Linked DNA regions of Mus musculus: regions 1 and 2 are each linked to region 3. A link is a contact called in public ChIA-PET and HiChIP or PLAC-seq data. All regions are on one chromosome and are shown on one strand. Each heading gives the region's core, a stretch centred on a gene start, on an enhancer-like site or on the middle of the called end of the contact. The rest is flanking DNA. Distances are from core to core; before and after follow the strand shown. Region 1 has its middle 6.0 kb from the start of Gm38957. Region 2 holds the start of Zfp652 (zinc finger protein 652). Region 3 holds the start of Zfp652os (zinc finger protein 652, opposite strand).

What was found. ChIA-PET counts read pairs in DNA pulled down with a chosen protein or histone mark. HiChIP or PLAC-seq counts read pairs in DNA pulled down with a chosen protein or histone mark.
Region 1: an H3K27ac HiChIP or PLAC-seq map of embryonic stem cells shows a contact between it and region 3, with 8 read pairs. The contact joins the enhancer-like site here to the promoter of Zfp652os in region 3. A contact is called at or near these places in 3 of 39 promoter capture datasets (HPC-7-derived erythroid cells, epiblast stem cells and neutrophils), 1 of 15 datasets of contacts at CTCF or cohesin (the NIH/3T3 cell line), 1 of 484 Hi-C or Micro-C datasets (embryonic fibroblasts), 7 of 115 datasets of contacts at active chromatin or transcription factors (the HPC-7 cell line, the SCID.adh cell line, bone marrow-derived macrophages and 2 more) and 3 of 9 other capture datasets (adipose tissue, liver and pancreatic islet).
Region 2: a contact with region 3 is called in an RNA polymerase II ChIA-PET map of effector CD8 T cells, with 1,074 read pairs. The contact joins the promoter of Zfp652 here to the promoter of Zfp652os in region 3. A contact is called at or near these places in 4 of 39 promoter capture datasets (the C10 cell line, the SN4741 cell line, liver and 1 more), 3 of 15 datasets of contacts at CTCF or cohesin (CD8 T cells, the G1E-ER4 cell line and the NIH/3T3 cell line), 29 of 484 Hi-C or Micro-C datasets (CD4 T cells, CD8 T cells, CD8 central memory T cells and 19 more), 16 of 115 datasets of contacts at active chromatin or transcription factors (the 230-238 cell line, CD8 T cells, DN3 thymocytes and 8 more) and 4 of 9 other capture datasets (adipose tissue, bone marrow-derived macrophages, liver and 1 more).

What each region holds. Positions count from the first base shown.
Region 1 is chr11:95,769,030-95,772,661 of GRCm38.p6, reverse strand. No RefSeq gene overlaps it. Among named protein-coding and RNA genes, the nearest start is that of Gm38957, 6.0 kb to the left of the region's middle. Within about 2 kb of position 1,546, at least 39 of the 459 cell types and tissues checked have an H3K27ac peak or open chromatin away from gene starts, as enhancers often do. A contact at or near this core is called in the SCID.adh cell line, embryonic stem cells and epiblast stem cells, where this site is marked.
Region 2 is chr11:95,747,561-95,751,131 of GRCm38.p6, reverse strand. It overlaps Zfp652 (zinc finger protein 652), which reads right to left and starts at 2,065. Exons shown (of 5, transcript NM_201609.2): 1 at 985-2,065. The coding sequence starts at 1,881.
Region 3 is chr11:95,711,214-95,715,245 of GRCm38.p6, reverse strand. Zfp652os (zinc finger protein 652, opposite strand) reads left to right here and starts at 2,492. Exons shown (of 2, transcript NR_045780.1): 1 at 2,492-2,618.

The DNA of each region.
Region 1 (3,632 bases), core at 297-2,796, 58 kb before region 3:
TCAAAACACAAATTAAGAGGAGGACACAGGATGTAGCTCAGTGGTACAGTTTACCTACTGTGTACAAGCTTGAGACTCAGTCACTATAACTAACTGGACAGGCAGGTGGGGGACAGGAAGAATGTTATTCTTAAGGGACCAGGCTGGATTTGGGGCTTAGGGTAGGCACACTACCAACAGCATTGGAGATACGAACCAATAATACAGACGTGGGTCACATGATTACATAAAATGAACAATCATTGACCAAGGGGCCCTCAAAATGTCATCTGAGCTTGGAGAAGAAATGAAGAGAAGACACGTGGGAATATGGCTACTTTTCTTTTTTTACTTTGAACATTAGCATGAAGTTGGTTACCGTACACATCCAAAGGCCCAGCATGTTGGGGGGAAAAAATCATTAAATGGCACACCTTGTACCAGAGTCTCAATAAGAATAAAATATACAATGCTACATTGAGTGGTTAAAAATACACAAAAAAGTAGTTTTAACAATCTATAAATTTTTATACTTAAAATCATGATTGAGTTGAAATTAAAAAAAAGTGCATTTCCATTGCTAAAAAAATAATATTGGTAGAGTTAACACAGGGAAGCATATCATCACGCCGGGGGTCTGACAGGATGCTAGGGAAAAGATGGCTAAGGGAAGCCAGGCATCTGGACCAGTTCAGAGCCCACCTGGCTCCACCCACCATGCGGCCAGCTCCCTGGGCCAAGCCCTCCTCTCCCTCCTTCCCATCCTAGTAAGACTCTGTCCTGCCCACCACTCACCCCCACCCACAACTGAAGGCCCAATGACCTTCTTTACAGCACCCCTCACCGTCCCAGCTTGACCTTCAACGCCCTCTACAGAGGTAAGGATTCCAGATTAGACGTAGTCTTAAACCTTCTTGACCTTGCAGGCAGGACTGGAACCAAGCAGTTCCTGCCTTCTTACACTCCTCCGGACGAACATTCAACAGCAAGCTTTGTAAACCTAAGGCTAAGGATTCCTGGCAAGAACACTGGACTTCCTTTAAGAAATGAGAAAGTGCAAGTGACCTCAGGACTGTGGGGACACCCGGACACCTGCTATCTACCCTGGTCACTGCTTCCCTTCCACTTCTGCCTGGGCTGGAATTACAAGGACCCCCCGACTGGCACTGCACAGACTCTTGCTGGGGGAAAGGACCAGGAGAAAATCAGCAGGAGGCCCTTCCACAGGAAAATGCTTCCTGACCCTGCAAGGTAAACAGCCTCAGGCCTGTGCTTTCCTGAGTGGATAGCCAACTGTTCCTCTGGAGACACTGCAAAGGACGCATTCAATATTCCCCGAGAGCTGAAGAGGGCCAGGAGCCCAAAGACAAGGAACCTGTGCAGAGAGAGGGCCAGGCCTGCTCTGGGAGACCTTCCTACCCACCTGGAGCAGAAAAAGTGAGAGAGCGTGTGCTTACACATGAGAGGTCCCCACTGCTGTCACAGATGTGATAGGGCAGACTGGGCTGCAATGGGAGGGTGGAAACAGGGAGGAGGGTCACCTTTAGTTCTGCGTTTAGTAAACAATGGAGCCTTTATGATAAGGGCTAGCTTTCGGTTTCATGGAACCAATATTAACAAAGGCTTGCTGGTTATGATGCCTGACGAGCCACATGGACCTCAGACACAGGACCCCATCTCTGCTCACATCACCAGGCCTGAGTAACTGCTCAACTTAGTGATCGTGAAAATGTTTTAGTCAAATCCAATCAGTGAGCCAAGAGGTAGCCCAGAAGAGACTTAAAAGCTAAGAAGAAAGTACTTTATCGCCCCGTATGGCCAAAACAAGTACTGCAGAGGAAACAAAAACCCAAAACAACCCTCACCCCTACTCCCAACCCCTCATATTCTGGAAGATAATTCACCTGGTTTTTTGAGGCCACATATCTAGCAATACAATTTGAGAAGTAAACACAGACATTACACTACACCATTTATTTCTTTCCAACTTAACTCAAGTGAGTGATCATGTGTATTTTCCAATGCAGCCAGAGTCACAGAGCCTACTCGGGGTGTGATGGAGACCCTGTTTCTGGCTCCCTGGCTCCCTACATGGTAAGGCAGATGGAGAGGCTGTGCTCGTTCACGGGAGCCAGAGACACAGAAACAAGCCACTGCTCTCTTTTCAGACCCATACAGGCAGGCTCTTGACTCGACTGAAACCATCCGATTTCCTTTTGACATTAAACAAAGCCCCAGCTTCCCTCCCTTTTTGAGCATCTCCATCACCTATAAAATCATTTTCGAGTAATCTGCCATATCCCCAATCTCACCAGAGAAGCTCAAATAGGATGAAGGTAAGCTGGGGTTAGTGATGGGGAAACCTCTGAGGGGCAACAACTCTCTTTGATACTTGACCAAAAGTATCCTAATCCAGACACAATAACGCAGCCATCCTTCTCGAAGGGTATGGGTCTTCCCAGTGACAGGTGACTATGGCTCTTCGCTATCCAAACGCCCGGGACACTGGAGAAAAAGGAACCGATTCAAAGCACCCAGTTCCCAAGACTGACCGCAGCGGCAAACATGGAGGGTCCTTTAGACACTTGGGAATGATTTCTGCACCACAGACTCTACCTCTTCCAGTGTGCATGCCGCTCTCAATCCAAACAGCCAGTGGGGCATTCCAATGTCTTGACTTCTGTATTTTCAACCCAATTCTCACAATTTGGTATTGTCCCACCCACTGGCATCCTGTCTGTTCACAGACAAAAAAAAGGATGAAAAATTTATCAACAGCCGCCTTTCAAGTCTCCCACGGTGTGCGACCATCAATCAGTCTTGGGTGCCTGGGTACTAATAACTGGAAGGAAAGATGCAAGAGACTGTAAGTCAGAAAGCAAAGCTTTTGACTCAGGTCAGGATACTCTAATTAGTGTTCATTTGCCTAAAAAAAAAAAAAAAAAAAAATCCTGTTTCCTCACCGAAAGAGCTCATCTGTTTTTGCTTTAGGAGGGAACTATCAACCCATTACACAGCACAAACTTTAATTTGGGACACGAGAGACCAGCCAGTTGCTAAAGTAATCTTTACAGTGAAGTGCACATACTACACACAGAGCACACATCAGCTTCCTTTTTCCTCCGTCTTTCATACATTAGACATCAATCACACTTTGTAAATGACGTAATGGGGCTTACAAGGGGGACAGGTGGCTGATGAGAGAGAGGGGCTGATCAAAAATCAAGAAAGGAATTTGTTAACCCCAGAGAGCACTTTTCTCCTCCTATGACTAGGCTAGCCACTGGAAGAACCAAGTGTTACGCGATGCTATGTGCGCCCCAGCGGCAGCTCGCGCTCCTTTAGTTTGAAGGGTAGGTACTCAGGAAGACTTCATCAGATGAGAAAAAGATGACCCAGAGATGCACTGGGTGACCTTTGATTTTTAAGGGAACCGTCGGTCTGTGGTGAAAGACTAGAAGGTGAAGGACAAATGGCTCTAGTCCAGAAGTGGTGTGGGTGGGGGAATAAGATACAAAGAAGCTACAAAGGTGACCCTGCCGTGAATGACAGGGCAACAATACACAACTGTGTTCACAATTCCTAGCCAGGTGTTAGAGTTTGTAGTTAAGCCCTTGGGAAGAGGGTGAATTCCGATGCTCAGGAGAACGACT
Region 2 (3,571 bases), core at 816-3,315, 36 kb before region 3:
ATGGCCAGAGTCTCTTTTATTTACCCAGCATACCTCTATCATGTCATGATTTACAAGCTAAATCAGTGGCTTATAAAAAAAACCAAAAATCTCTTTAAAGAAAGGCATTCAGTTATTGATTAAAAACAATTGTCTAAAAGAGAAAATTAAACTTCCCACACCAAAAGTAAAACAATTTATCTTTTAAAGTTAGCTTCAATATGGTAATTATTATATACATCTTATGGACACATAACAGACTTACCATGTATGAATATCCATTAATACACAAACATATACATACACCAATATAGCTGCAATAAATTCAACACCTCTTAACCTGTCACAGTACAATCTTTCCAAGACACCAGAGTGGTTTGAATAGCACGCTTTGTTACATCAGCAGCACTGTACAGCAACATTATTATGTAACCCTACTGCCAGGTAAGCAACATTTTCAAACAGCTCAGCCTCTGTTTAAGGTTTGCATATTCCCACGGGCTTGCCTCTTGACACATTTAGTGTTGCCATCTCTCCACGGGTGTAAGGAGATCTTCCATTTCCACAGGTCTGAGTCATGGTCTCTGTCCCCATCAGCTGCACTAGACTCTGACATCCTTCTAATTGGAAAGGACCTTTCTCTACTCCTGGCCCTCACTCGGCAAACCTCCCACCGTGACAGAAGATGCCAGAATGAATTATCTCACAGGTCCCACAACAGAGACTCTCAGTGCAAAGTCGGCGCTGACTTTACATCCCAGTCAGTCATCTATAACCAATCCCCCTTCCAGTGCACCTGGTTCTCACTAATCCATCGTCAGTTAAGTGTAATGCTTTTGAAAGACAGGATTAAGCCTTGGTTTTGAAAAGACCCAAGCAGCAGAGTCTAAAGTGATAATTGGTGAAATCTGTCCCTTCAGCCTCTATCCTCTTGGGCAGACACCAGATGACTCTGAACAGCCAGGTCCTAGCCTGGAAACTTTGCCCTCCGCTGGTGAGACCTACCTGAATGTTTTTTTCACAGTCTGTTTGCTGGTGAAGGGACAGCTCACTTTCCAGGACAAACTTCTTGCCACATTTATCACAGATCTGCATGCGCCTGTGAGTAACGTTCATGTGCTTCTCCAGGTACCAGCGAGTATTAAACACCCTGGGGCACTTCTCACAGGTCAGAGTCTCTTTCTCTTCACACTTAGCTTTCTGAACTGGCGCTTTAGCCTCCTTGGTGGCCCGCTTCTTCCTCTTGGGTAGCTCTGCACTTTTCCTACGGCCTCGAGTTGTGCGGGGTGCAGGGGAAGTGGTAGCTGCGGCAGCAGAGGCCGCTCTCCGGGTTCGCCTCTGTGTAACCCTGACTCTCTCCACTTGCTTCTCCTTTTTCTTCTGCCGTCCGTTCTCTCCGTAGTCACTGCTGTTATCTGTGGCCTCCTCCTCAGTCTCTTCCTCGTCTTCCTCACTGCTTGTCTTAAGGACAGGCGTCTCTTTGGACTGGGAAGAGACACCCTTTTCCCCTTTAGAGACATTTAATGTTTGGTTATTAAGGTTTACCTCCACTATGATCTGCTCCCTTTTGTAAGAGACTTCCTCCTCCTCTTCCGTGTCATCAGAATTCTCCCGGTCTTCCTTGACAGTATGCACATCAGACACTGCCCTTGGCTCCCTGAAATATGGCTGCTCCTCCGTCTCGTGGAGATGTGGTTTGCTCATCTTGGTGTCTGCTAGCACAGAGTAAGGGCTTCCAGACTCCCTTTTATACACTTTGGTGGACAGGTCGAGCTCCTGGCTGGCACCATGGTAGAAGGTGGGTGGCGCCTGACTTCGATGGCTCTCTTCCTGGGCCATTCCTTCTGCATGCACTGCACAGGGTTCAACCAGCTCCGGACAAGGACTGGCTGTGTAGCTCATTAGGAAGTGGCCCAGTTCAGACGACACAGAACACCTTGAAAACAGGGCAATTAAGACTCAAATCTTTCTCCCTCCACGGAGAACTAACTACTCAAGAAGTGAGAATAAGAAACTCCTGCAGCCTGCATGCAGTTCTTCCTGTGTCACAGCACCACCGCCACCTTAAGTCAAAAAGGGCTGTTCTTACGGCAGGCGCAGAGCACTCCTCGTCTTCTTTCGAAGAGAACTGCAGGGGACTTGGAGCATCTTGTCTATAAAGAGAAAAAAAAATGAGGGAAAAAATTATATCACCATATTCTTCTTAGGCCATGGAATTCCTCACAACACACAAAATTTAAAATCATTACATTCCATACACTTTGATTCATTATTCTCCTCAAATGGTTTGAAATGGATATTATTTTACAGGCTTGTATGAGTCCCCAATTTCAGTTAGAATGTAAATTCTATCATACCAAGAGCCATATCTGTCAAATTCACCAAACTATCTTTAAAGCAGACAGCATGTGTTTGATGAAGAAATACCTACTACCACATGATGTCTGCCACACTGGATGCTGCAGGGTCTGCTGGTATCAGTCTCATGATACAAAAGGCCATGAAACACTCAAGGGAGTCATACTGGCAGTTTCCTTCAGCATCAGCCACCACATCTACCAGAGTGAGAACCCACACACAAGGGCAGCCACATGGGCACTGCAGGCCACAGAACTAGAGCAGCTAACTGGCACAACCACACAAGGAAACCGACCTGGCCTTTAATAATTATAAATGAACCGTCACCATAACTTGCCTCAGCTATGGGAGCACCGCTGAGGCGGTTGACACTTGGTGCACAGCCATGCTACAACTGGGTGACTTTTCATGTGTCAGTTGCAGAGAAGTCAAAATTCTGAGAATCAGTCACCACCAGGTCGGCACGGTTCTAAGAAAACTAAAACCATCCATGAAAAAACAATGACGGGCATACAATCTGCTTGCAGCATGCTTATACTGCTATTTTGCCAGCTACCCTGCAGCTGAGTCATACAAATGACAATGGAGGACCTGTATAGTCGAGTTGACAAAAGGAAGGAAAACAGTATTTACTGAATGTCTGTCATGTGATGGGCACCAGAGACATTTTTATTATTCAGCATCTACTTAGTACCTACTGCAAAACTTTGGGGCTAATTTTTAATTAATTAAAATAAGCAAAGCTTAACTTTCCCCCTTCTTCCTCCTGAGATGAGGGTCTCACTATGTAGCCGGGCTGTCCTGGAACTTGTTGTACAGACGAGGCCACCTGGTCTCACAGAGTTCTGCCTACCTCTGCCCCCCGAGGCCTGGGATGAATGATATGGCTTTTTCTTAATATATTGGTTCTACTCGGCTGAAGTGAGTGAAATCTTGCTACGAAATAACCTTAGTAAGAAACTGTTCAGTACACTTGACGCTGAACTGCTATGTAACTTTAACAGGTAACAGGAGTCACTCAGACCCTGCTGAGCTGCTCTACATAAAGCGAATACACTGTTAGGGAAGAGAACATGTAACCAACGAGGCTCATAAAGAGACCAATAAATACGGTTACTTCTAACCTGACTCTGGTACTGTCGATCCTAAACTGTAGCAACAATAGTCCACTAATAATAGTCCACTTAAATTGTCCATTAATGCAAAAAGTGGGAGCCAAGCAGCAAACTACACA
Region 3 (4,032 bases), core at 1,243-3,742:
GGCTTTTGACGGGAAGGTACGAAAAATATAATTTCTGACTGGCCTTCCTTCAAAGAAACCAAAACAATAAGAAGCCGTCTGAGAGATGGCTCTGTAGTTAAGAGCACTTGTTGCTCTTACAGAGAGAACTCAAGTTCTATTCCAAGCACCAACATAGCGCCTCACAACTATCCTTAACTCTAGTTCCAGGGGTCCTACCACCTTTTTTTTTTAATCTCTGTAGGCACCAGGCATACACATGGTGCACATACACACAGATAAAGCATGCATATACATAAAATAAAATCTAAAGACAGTTTTTAATTAAAAAAAAAAAACAAAAACCTACAATGATTCCTATGCAAGCTCCCATGCTCTTTATTCCAGGGCCATAGTAGGTCTAATGCCTAAGAGAAACAAAACACAAACTCAAACTGCTTTCACTTTTGCATAACACAGATCTTAACTTGAGGTCCCGGGACCAGCTTCGAGATGATTGTGTAGTTGCATACAAAACCATGTATGTATTTCACTGCAAAGGGCCCTAAGACTTCCACAGCCCTAAAGAAGAGTTTAATTTTGCTGTGAATCTTTTATACTAAAGACAGTATCTATGTGAACACATGTGCACAGTGGTGATTCAAATAAGCAAGCCGTTGACTTAAGGCCACATACCCCACCACAGACCAGCCCCACCGGGGAACATCACCTGCCACATCCGAGCAGATTTCCTTTCCTAAGCAAACATACATGCTGTCAACAAAGCATGTACTGCTCCTTGCCTTTCTCAGAACAACAGGGCCCCGACCATCGTTTGGAAAAAAAGTACATAGACCTTCATCCCAAAAGACTACACTACTTATGCAGGCTATGCCTTGTTATGTTAAACATCGCCGCAACAGCAGCAGCAACAACAGCAACAACAACAACAAAACCGATGAAATTACTGTGTGCAGTAGATATCTAATTAACTGGAGGTGGGAGAGGTCGGGGGAGAACGTCGTTCAGGTGATACTGAGAGCGCGCTGGAAAAGCCATTAAGGGAAACACCATGAAGGTGCTTAAACATGGGTAAGATCCAGGAGGGGAACCAAAGACTGATTGACATCCTGTAGCTTGGTTGTGAAAAAAACATCTTCCTCCAAAGGCACATTCCTTTGATTGGCACAAGCCACTTCTGACAATGGATCCGCAATGACAGGGGCCGTTCCGCAATCAGGAAGTGTGCGAGTGTGCGTGTGCATATATGTGTGTGTGTGTGTGTGTGTGTGTGTGTGTGTGCTCGCGCGTGTTCCTGATGTTGTTGTTGGGGGAGGGATGAGCTAGATGTAATCAAAGACCGGCCCGCTTCAAAGAGGAGCATACAGGATCTTAAATCCTAAAGACTGACTTCGAGGCAAAGCAGAGACATCTATCATTTCTACAATAGTCATCCCTCGACAACGAACATGTTTCATAGAGATGTAACAGGGGTATCCCTCTCTTTGGTGTCTCCGACCTGGGACTCTTTAGTAAAGCCTGATTGGAGGGGTGGACGAAGTGAGGGTGGAGAAAGGTCTGCATCGCCCACTGGGCTGAGTGTGGTGCTGCGGGTGGCGAGTGTACATCACATGCGTGTTATCTCCTGGTGCCACAATACTCTCGAGGGCTGGAGGTTTGGGCGCAACCGCACGGCGGGGGAGGTAGTGGGTGCAAGCCACCAGCTGCAGGGCAAGAGAATGCTCTCCTCAGCCTACTAACCCGTGCACCCCGGCCACCCCGTCAGGCCTCGAGGCGAACCCACTCGCTGCAAAACTGCAGCTAAGCTGGGGAGAGGGGGCGGGGGTACGGAGCCGGCACCCCGGGCCAAGCTGAGAGCGGCAGACGCGCAGCGCCCGGGGCCTGCCCGCCGGATGGGGGCTGCTCCGGCCTAGCGCACGCAGCTGCCTCGGCGCAGGCTCCTCCGGCTCCGCCAGCCCGGCCGGGCGCAGAGGAAACGCGGCTGCCAGGGCGCCGCCGCGGCGGGAGGCGAGAGCGCGGGGAAGGGGCTCCTACTCACCCGGGCCGCCGCCGCCGCCGCCACCGCCACCACCGCCGCTTCGGCGGCCCATCCCCGCGGCGGGGGCCTGTCGCCGCGCCGCGCCGCGTCGCTCCAGTCCCCACCGCCCGCCGTGCCGGCCCCTCCCCCTGCCCAACGTCTGCGCTCTGGGCCGATCCTCAGACCCGGCCTCGGCCGCCGCCGCCGCCGCCGCCGCAGCGCTACGTGGCCGCCGCTCCGACGTCTCGCGACTCCCTTCCGAGCGCGCGAGGCCGAGCGGGGCCGCGGAGCGGGCGGCGCGCGGGGCGGGCGGCGGGGGAGGGGGTGTGCTGTAGGGATGTCGTGCGCGAAGGGGGCAGGGAGGCCGGCGGGAGCGCGCGCGCGCGCACGCCCCTGCACGCGCCCCCCCCTCCCCCCCGCGCGGTCGGGATCCCGACACCTCCCCCCCCTACACACCCCATCCCCGGCTATGGGGGTCGGCGCGCATGCGCGGCCCTCGGCTCGGCCTGGGCGCACCTTTTCTCCCTCCTGCCACAATGTGAGCGCTCAGCCGAGCAGATAACCGCCGGCTGCCTGCTCCACCCCCGGCCCTTGCCCACTCCGCCCACTCCCGAGCGCCCAGGTAAAGTCGTGGGCTGCGCATGCGCGACGCTTAAGGGGGTGGGGGCGTGGTTTTCAAAAGGAAGCCTGAAGGCAGAAGACGAAGTATCTGTGGGCAGGGGGTTTGAGATCCTAAGAAATAAGAAAACGTAAAAGTGCAAAGGGGGGAGAAAGTGGAAAAGTGGGTCAGAGTGAGATTTGGAAGTAGATATCTTTGACTTATGGAATACGGTTCAAAAAGAAAAAAACCCTAATTGCTGGCCACCTTGTTAGTAGAGAGCAGTCAGTGAGTGACAGAAATAGAAGGGGCGACACTTGTAAGAAGTAGCCATCCACCAGACAAATGGGATAGTTGATTACAACTAGGGGGATTTAGAGACCGCCAGTATGGTAAGCAAACAGGATGGACTGCTGGGCTCATCCTGTGGCCAGAAATAGGGAAGTGTGTGCGTGCGTGCGTGTGTCTGTGTGGTCTGTGTGTGTGCGCGCGTGCGCTAGAGTCCCAGAACTGTTGCAAGAAAGGAAGGCTCCATTGGAAGAAGCATGACCACATTATGACTAATTAGCTATTAATCATTAATATAATTAATGGTACTATTAGCTAACAAGGTAGCATTTATCCAAGCTCAGAGCCAAAAGAGAGTGTCTGTAATTGAAAGTGCTTAGTGTACAGGGAGAGGAAATGACTTGGCAAGTGAAGTCTCCATGAAAAAGACCCAAGATGACATCCCTAAGATCAGGATAACCCTTCCCCACCAGAAACCAAACTTCTGAAGGTCTCTACAGCTTGAATGGAGCTCCTAACATTGTTGGTTTTTATTGTTGGGCTCTACTACATTTTTTCTTTCTTTCTTTCTTTCTTTCTTTCTTTCTTTTACATTGTGTGTATGAATGTTTTACCTGGATGTGTGCATGTGCACCTGTGACATTTGATGGATTCCCCTGGAACTGGGGTTATGAGTGGCTTGTAGGACGGGGGGGGGGGGGGCGGCTAGGAATTGAACCCAGGTCCGCTGTAAGAGTAAGAAGAGCTTTTAACTTCTGAGCCATCTCTCCAGCCCTCTTCTTCTAACATTAAGAACATAGGATATTAATGTTCTTCCACAAAAGCTGACCCCCACATCATAGAAACAATTTCCATATAGATGCAGCTAACTTTTTCTCCCAGAACAGCCGGCCATAACCCACTCACCCAAACCTTCGAGGGAATAAAATGACCTGAGTCTGGGACAAAGTTAGGAGCTTGAAGCTTTATAAAGAGCTGACTCTGTCTTTGGCCCCTTCCAAAAACAGGTGTTTGGGTTTTATTGTACTTAGACTCCAGAAGCCAGGAACCAGAGTTGTGGAACTTAGGGCCATGTTTTTCAATAGCGAGCACTTTCAGTAAAGACTAAAATCTATATCACATTGCAACAGGTAGAGAGATCTTCAAGCAG